2 separate regions of the Rattus norvegicus genome follow, and region 2 is linked to region 1. Evidence: chromatin contacts called from public Hi-C data. All regions are on one chromosome and are shown on one strand. Each heading gives the region's core, a stretch centred on a gene start, on an enhancer-like site or on the middle of the called end of the contact. The rest is flanking DNA. Distances are from core to core; before and after follow the strand shown.

Region 1 (4,189 bases), core at 1,056-3,555:
AGCAGAAGGAAGTAAGAGAGATCCATGTTCAAGTCTCAGGGCCCAAGACTGACAGACCAAGGCACTGGGAACACAAGTGAGAAAGCCCAGGGAGGTGGTGCTGCAGACACCCTCCCCGGCTCCTCTCCCTTGACTTTAGCTTTTTACTGTAAACGTAAACAAACTTTAAATAAAATGTGCTCGGTGCGGGAGGGGGTGAGGGGACAAGCTGTGGGGGTTGTTTCTCTCCTTCCACCATCTGGAGTCCAAGCATCAAAACCAAGTCCCCAGGCTGGGGGCAAGTGCTTTACCTGCTGAGTCCATGTCGTGTCCCCGTCCCCGCCACCCCCCTCGTCAACATGACCTCATCCTTCAGCTTCAAGACTTAAGTCTCAACATTGCCCGGGAAAGCTTCCTAACGAGTGACCCTGCTTTAGCTTCTGCCCTCCTTCCCATCTAAGACAGATTCTATTTTCTCCCTTCTCTTTCCTAGTGATTGACAGGTGGGGTGCCCGATCAGGTAGGTCTTAGCCCAGGCTACCTGGGAGGCACTCACCGAACATTTTTTTAATGGATCACCTGAGACCAACTTCTCACTCCCACAGACCTCCTCCACCAGAACTATTAGCCAAGGGAACAAATAACTTTTAGAGGATTAACCTCGGGTAACGAAGGCTAATGAAATCGCACTAGACGTGCCTTTCCAGGAGCACAGGCTAGAGATCAATTATTCTAGCGACGGTGACGCAGGCCGGACGCAACGCTTCTGTTAGGCTTGTCAACCGGTTTCATAATAAGCATCTATTGGTTATGGGAGAGGTGAGTTAGACAATCCCTGCGTCTGTGGGTGCTGCTAGCTATTCATACACGAATCTGCCTGCTTTCCACCCAGACAGTATATTCCTTTCGTCTACGAGCCATCGTTGGAGTTTAACAGACATTCGTTATTTCCAACATTTTCAGAAAACAAATAAAAATGAGCCTGAAATGAACCCAAAGCAGGGCCCTCCTGAACTGAAAACACCTTTGTCCATTGAGTGGAGATATGTAAAATAGCCCCCTCCACCATCCGCAAAGAAGTCTTTCGGAGTTGTCTCCAGTGCAGCAGGCTCCAGCCTGAACATATCCCTGTCCCCGGCAGAAACCTTCCTCCTGCTGGGCCACCTGTGAGTGTACAGACTGGAAGTCTAGGTAGCTTCTTACCAGACCATGCCCTGCCTGTTCCCCTCTCCCCTCCTGCCCTGCAGCTCCGGTCTCCTTACGCCCCTCCCCCTCGGGTGTAGCAAACGGCTAGACATTCCAGATATATCAAGCAAACAAAAATCCAGATGAACTTTTATAATAACTAAGACCCGCTAACTCCCCACCAACTCTGTAATGCTTCAATACTCCATTGGACTAAATCCTTGCAAGGGGTTGTCAACTCTGGTGGCTCCGGCGTCAACTAAAATGCAAGGTGCCACCAGCTCCTGTGGTGGACTTTCTTTGCCAGGTTGTTTGAAATGGTAAGACAGCCCCTGAGCACCTTGGGAAAGTTTCTTCTGTTATTACAGAGTATTTGCTTCGGTTGCCTAGCATCATTGCGCTGTGGCAAGGATTCGTGGAGCTCCAGGTGTTATCAATGATCCAGGCACTTAGGAGTTATTCAACAAACACTTGTCGAGTGATGGTAGGGAGGAGTAAAATGGCATCTCAGCGCCTGTTATCAGTGCCTGATGACTGTACTTCGTGGCTCTTTTCTCTAGCCTCTCCTCATTGTCTGCATCCAGAGGCCACCGTACTAACCTCAGTGGTGATTTGGGGTCACCTGCTAGGTAGCCTCTCCAGTTATTTTCAGCTTAGGTGTTCAGTGGGTCCTCTTTCCAGGGCCCAGACATGGCTTTAGTAGGGCCTCCTCCACTGGAAGTACGTTTTATATCTCGCTGTGCACTGCATCGAGTAATTTTTGCCCACGGTGAAAAAAATCAGGACATTTCTGAGAGCCTGAGACTCAATGGATGCCTAGCTCGGCTGGTAGCTGCACCGGAGAGGCAAAGCTAAGCTCACTGAAAGTTTCGAAGTCTTTATAGCAACTTGAAGCCAGCTTGCACTTCCGAGTGAGACCCTGTCTTAAAAAGGAAAATAAAAAGCTGTCCTGGAAGTTTTCTACTTAGATGTAAAGCTCTGAGACGTACAGTCTTGCTCTTGAGAAATCCTACAAGGTGTTCCCCCTCCACCGAGAAGGCCAAAGCATGGGCCACGCCCCCGTGTAACCACGCCCCTTGCCAACTCCGCCTCTCCAGCCTTGCCTGAGGCCCAGAACCGCGCGTGCGCCCTTTCATTTGTTGTGTCCGCGCACGCGCAGTGAAGTCGCGGCAAATATGGCGGGTCCAGCGCCGGGTACGATTATGGGAGAAGACTACTTCGGGAATGCGTCTGAGTGGGGTGAAGAGGCGGACGGCGGCCAGGTGAGAAGGCAGTAGGCGTTCCGCCAGGAAGCCGGGTCTCTGCCCTGTCCTCGCGGCTCCTGCGCCGGCCAGAACCGGGTACAGGGGGGCGTCAACACTTGACTCCCTGACCTCCGACCCCGGACCCTAGCAAGGCGGGCCTTGGAGCCGCACTGAGGGGCTTCTGGCGGGTCCTGCCCCATTAGAGACCTCAGTTTTCCATGCACTCCGATTTACAGTGACACCTGGGGCTGACCTCTCTGCCAGGTAGGAGCCATGGTACCTCCTGGCCGGAGGGGCAGAACAGACTCCAAGGAAGAAGAGGGACACAGTGACACAGTGAACAAACTCTAACTCCAAACTCCAGCAGCATCCCGAGGGAGGGAAAACACTCTCTGGGGCTGGACAATCCAAACTCTCTTTTCACTTTTGGATGATTTCATCCATCCTTAGAATACAGGACTTAAGATCTTGTAGCCCTGACTGTCCAGGGTTTGGGTGAGAGATGGGGAACTGGCACCATTCAGTGTCCCAAAAAACATCAGGGTTAGGAAATCAGAGACCCATCCAGGTGTATGATTGACTTAAGCCTCCCATGCTCTTCTGGACAGTGTGCGGGGACCCCGGACTGTTTGCCTTTTCTACAGGAAGCAAGATGAACTTTGAATGAATATAGGATGCAGTGGGGTATACCAGTGGAGTGGTCTGTGGTGGTGCAGTGAGGGCCGTGGAGGAAAAGTGAGAGGTTTCCGGAACTGAGGGAAGTCCTCTGTGGTTGGCTGGCTGATTGGTTGGTTGGTTGCTGGACCGGGAGCTGTCAGTCATCAGCGCAGCCTCCCTGGAGCCTGTAGATTTGCTGACCAGTACAACTTAAGACCCTGGGGGTTGGGGATTTAGCTCAGTGGTAGAGCGCTTGCCTACCAAGCGCAAGGCCCTGGGTTCGGTCCCCAGCTCCGAAAAAAAAAAAAAAAAGAAAAGAAAAGACTCTGGGCGTCCTACATCACTTGGAAACTCAGTGGCAGATATATGGAGTTGGATTTAGCGAACTTGGATGTCGGGCTAAGTGCTTTTGTGTAATAGCTCATTCTAGGCCCTAGAGCAGCAGTTCTCGGCCGGTGGGCCATGACCCCTCTGGGGGTCAACTGGTAGCAAATCGGATATCCTGCATATTTACTTTACAATTCATAACAGTAGCAAAATGCAGTTGTGAAGTAGAGACGAAAGTAATATTATGGGTGGGGTTCCCCACAACATGAAGAACTGTGTTGAGGGGTTGCAGCATTAGGAAGGTTGAGAACCTCTGCTCTAGAGTTCCCATTGAGTGTTAATTAGTAAGTCAGGCAAAAAGACTCAGTACCTTGCCCAGGGCCATAATGGAGGAAGGAAGGAAGACTCAAAATGACATCTGTCGTGTCTGTCCTGCCACACAAACACCAGGCCCTAAGTTCAGAAACTGGCGGCAGCCCTTGTCTGTAACCCAGCACTGGGAAATCCCTGGAGCTCCCTCGACAGCCAGTGGGACCTCGTCAGTGAGAACTTCAAAAATGGGGGTGTGGAGAGAGATACCCAACCTCGACCTCTAACATCTACACACAGACAGTGTACACACAGGAACACCTCAGGAGACCACATGGGCACGAGACAGTACACTGCAGATTAGCTTGGTGGTTGTTGTCTGTGTTTATGTTTTGTGACTGTGGAGGGTTAGGCGTGGCCTGGACTAGAGTCCACTGAATTTCAGTCTGAATGGCTGTGGTTTGACCTGTTGACCCTAACGCGATCTC
Region 2 (4,189 bases), core at 831-3,330, 260 kb after region 1:
TTTCTTTTGTGAAATGTTAGAAACAGGCAGCCAAATGAGAGTAGAAGATGGGGTTGGATGAGAGGTGAGCCCTCAACAGCGCTCTCACCCCCTTGGCCCCTCCCTCTCATCCACCCCGTTACCACACCCTCCAATTCCCAACTGTCCCTTTTGGTTAGAACCTTTAGGATTAATTCTAACTAAGGTGCTAGCAGAAATTTGAGACAGAAAACGTCCAAAACAGTGAGTCCTGGAGGAGATGTTAGGTGATCTGCCTTCAACCTTAGGTGACAGAATTGCAAGGAGAAGGGGCTTTGCTGTTCAGTCCTTTAAGCCCGGTAATGATGTCATGGGGAACTTTTGATTCTGATGCTAATGGTGCTTTGCCACCTGCCTAGCCTTTCCCTAATCCCTTTGCATCGAGAGGGGTTAGGTGTCCACATCTGGCTGGGAGCTGAGAACAAGATTGTTTTGATGGAAGTTTTTTTTTTTTTTTTTTTTTTTGCGGAGCATCTGTTCTCTTGCGTTACCTTGTACTCAGCTCACCTGAGAAGCCGCTGTCCTGTCTCCCAGCTTCCTGTGAAGCGGGGGTGTTCTAGAAACCGGTAATTTCATTTGTGGACTTAGAGTTCATTTGTTTTTTGTTTTTTTTTTAAGTCGGGGGACATCTGTCTCTTTTTGCCCGAGGCCTTCAACTGTAAAATGGAGTATGGCTAGTGTCTAATCTGGCTCCTGTCTAGAAGTCCTGACTCATTCCAAGGGGCGGCGTGTGTGTGTGTGTGTGGGTTGCTGAGAGGCCCACTTCACAGGATCCTCAAGGTCCAACAGGGAGCTATGTCTTGGAAGGGAGCTGTTACAAAATTATGGCTCTCAGTAGCGTGTGACCAGGGTGGCAGACAGTAGGGGGCGCTACCGTCTTTACCCCACATCTAGCTAGAGAAGATGTCTTTAGGTCTTAGGAGTGAGCCAGAGGCTGTGGAGTCTCATTCTGCTGCCAGGGAGTGGGTACCTAGTGAGACACAAAGAAGGCTGGGTATCCGTGCTTCATGAACACCTCTGTGGATGCATATTCCACAGGGAGCTCAAGGAGCCCTGGTGCTCTGCTTAAGGTCCCTAGCCCCCAGACAAGCCCTGCTTCTGTTGGCCTTCACCTCAACCTTGGATGCTGGCAGGGAGCTCGGAGAATCAGCTCCAACAACAGGCAGCTTCCTGCTTCCGCATTTGAGGGCTTCCGCCAAATGTTTTCCCTCACCTGATTTTCGTTATGGCCTTTGGGGGTCAGAGGTGGCTGCCAAGGCTACCCCCTCCCCATCCTCACTGGCAGGGAGTCATGCCCAAGTTCATACGTGGACGAAAAGATAGGTTCCTAAATCCCCCCCCCTTCTTTCTGCTAAAAGTCTTAAAATGTTGGGGGTTTTTTTTGTTTTTGTTTTTTTTTTAACTTTCAGACTTTTTTTTTTTGTCCCAGCCTCCAAGGCATTAGCGTTTGATGGCTACGAGGCACCTGGCATGCCGGAGACGGACAAAAGCCACCTCTAAGCACGAACATTTGAAATTATTAAGTGTTCATTAAAGCACCCCCCGGGTGCACAGCGCTCTTAGGGATGTTTGCTTCTCAATTTTCTATAATTTCCTTATTTTTCTCTTCTAGCTAAAGGCAGATGAAAAACGAACTCGGCGCATTTGAGTCTCTGAATCATAGTTAATGTGCGACGCCCCCTCCCTTAACTGCGCTGTTTCCCTCTGCCTCCTCCAGTCCCCTTTCCTATCAATCGGATAGACTTCTTGTTCCTTTTAACCCTTACTCCGACTGCCACTCGAGAAATCCATGCAAAGACCCCGACCAGCTCTCTCAATAGCCCCACTCGCTTTAGGCAGGGGTCTGCAGGCTGGGAGCTGTAGAAAAATCGAGACGGCTGCAGTATTGCAGCCCGGGCGCCAGCAGGGACTCGGGGTGGGGGGCAGCTGTCTGGCAGGTGGCTGCAGGCTGGGGTGCAGAGCACATCCTGGGCAGCCACCCACGCCCCCCCCTAGCCCCACTGAGGGCTTCCGGGGGGACTGGGGAGCTGTGGCTGTGCGTGGACTGTACTGGAAAAATACCAAGCTCCAAGCCCCCTCCCGTCCGCTCTCCTGTGACTCTGGTCTTACATGAGCAGAGAGGGAACAACAGCTAAAAGCTGTTTTTCTCTCTCCCTTTCTTTTTATTTTTTTGACAACAACCTCACATAACCTCAAAAAGTTACCCATGAATTTACCAAAAACTTTTTATGAAACTACTTTAACCTCTGGTGGGGGTTAAAAACAAGCTCTGTGGATTTATTACCCGGAAAAAAAAAAATAAAAAAGCGGAGCATGACTCTGTATTTGCTGGAAAATCGTCTTCCAAGCTTCAACGGTGCCCCCTACCGCCGCCTGCGAGGAATAGCGGGCGCCGACTGCAGCAGGATCTGCGGGCTGCTGGCTGCTGGCTGCCCAAGACCAGGCAGGACCTGATCCCCGGCAGGTGACTGGACCCCTCCACTGCATCCCGGGTCTGCTCCGAACCCGGACCCCTCGCTGGGTCTTAGCTTATATTCTTTGAAATTCAAATGGTTAAACCAGGAGCAGGCTAATCGCCTGCTGGGCTTGTACCTCCTGGCTGGGCTGGACCCCTGCAGAACAGTTGAAGCTTAGAGTCTGAGCACGCAGGCGACCCTTGTTTGTTTGTTCCTTTTCCCTGCCTTCACGTAAATGCCACCTAGATGTACTGAAGGAAGAATGATGACCGCCCCCAGAGGAAGGAAGGACAGGAGTTCAGGCAGGGGACCTCGTAGGAGGCTGAGACCCAGAGAAGCTGAGCATTGCAGAGAGCAGGGTGAAAGAGATGGGCAAAGAGAAGACCAGCAGATTCGGAAGGACCGGGGAATGGGGTGAGGGTCGCTGTGAGGAGACATGTGGATGTGGTCAGGCCTCCCCAATTTCAAAACACCCCAGTTCTCGCTCAGAACTACTCTGTTTTTACGAAGCACACGGGAGGGAAAAAAGCTGCTCAGAAAAACAAATGTTAAGTAGAGACGGAGGAGCCGGCTCTGCAGCCTGCCCAGAACAGGCAGGAGCATGCGGCACTCAGATTGTCTGGGCCCTCAGACCTACAGTCCTGTTGCTAAGGACTGAGCTTTCCTTCTTGCCGGCAAAAGAAAATAACAACACTGAAAGAAAGAAAAAAAAAAAAACAATGAAACAAAACAAAGGCAAGAACAAACAAACAAACAAACCAGACTAGCATCCTGGCAGTCTTAGCTTCTATACAGGGAGAAAGCCAGCTCTGCTCTCTCTGGAAAAATCTAGAATTCGACACTAGATAGATCTTCCAGTGTTTACACGATGCTAATGCAAACACCCTGTCTGTCCATCTGTCCTTCTGTCTGTCTGCCTGCCTGCCTGCCTGTCTCTCACGCACCACTGCCAGATATCGTTATTATTGAGGTTCGGGAGCCGGGGCTTACTGCCATCTCTTTTTGTTACCTAACGCCCACACATCCAGCATCTGGCTCAGGAGAACCAAATGCCAAACCCGGTTTATCTGTAGCTCTTTTGGGGTTCGCGGGTTGGATTTGAGGGGAAGCTTCCTTTTTCTTTTCTCTTCTGGCCCAGGAGACTATAGGAAGGCAGCTGCTTCTCCACATGCGCAACTCCCTAGAAATCCCTTGGGGAATTGGTGGCACTCGGGGGAGAGGTGCTTTCTCTTCTTATCCCAGAAAGCTCTGTACCCTCCCTCCTGGTGGGTGGGTATCCATCCTTCCCAGATTCTCACTGAACCAGGTCCATTTCAAGTTTGGCACTTGGATCCAAAGCTACATTTGTGATTTGGGGCCCCTTTTTTTTCCAAGATGGACTTTCTGGGTATCCTGTATCCCTGCCCCACCCCCCCAGCCTCATCTGACGCAGCCTAGGCTCTCTCGGTCCCTCCTGTTGGTAGAAACTAGTGTTCTGCTGCCCCTAGTGGTGGACTCCGGCATAGCACCCTGTTGCTTTAGCAGGGCAGACTGGCATTCTTGCTTTGTCCAGGAGCTATTTCCTGGGGCACTGTCGTGGGGTTCCATTCTTTCCTTTTCTATTTCTTCTCTTGACCTACTAAGATCTGGTTACATAGCCTAGGCTGCCTCGAACTTATGGAAATTCTCCTGCATCATAGTTGCCACCCACCAGCTTTACACATTGTTTCTCAAAG

Evidence for each region. Hi-C and Micro-C count contacts between places; a contact is called where the count stands out from the background.
Region 2: a Hi-C map of mammary epithelial cells shows a contact between it and region 1, with 2.8 times the contacts expected there. The contact joins the enhancer-like site here to the promoter of Nelfcd in region 1. A contact is called at or near these places in 2 of 12 Hi-C or Micro-C datasets (frontal cortex and mammary epithelial cells).

The regions. Positions count from the first base shown.
Region 1 is chr3:183,629,663-183,633,851 of GRCr8, forward strand. It overlaps Nelfcd (negative elongation factor complex member C/D), which reads left to right and starts at 2,306. Exons shown (of 15, transcript NM_001271254.1): 1 at 2,306-2,426. The coding sequence starts at 2,340.
Region 2 is chr3:183,889,026-183,893,214 of GRCr8, forward strand. The region is part of intron 2 of Zfp831 (zinc finger protein 831); the gene reads left to right. Among named protein-coding and RNA genes, the nearest start is that of Zfp831, 35 kb to the left of the region's middle. Within about 2 kb of position 2,081, at least 25 of the 93 cell types and tissues checked have an H3K27ac peak or open chromatin away from gene starts, as enhancers often do.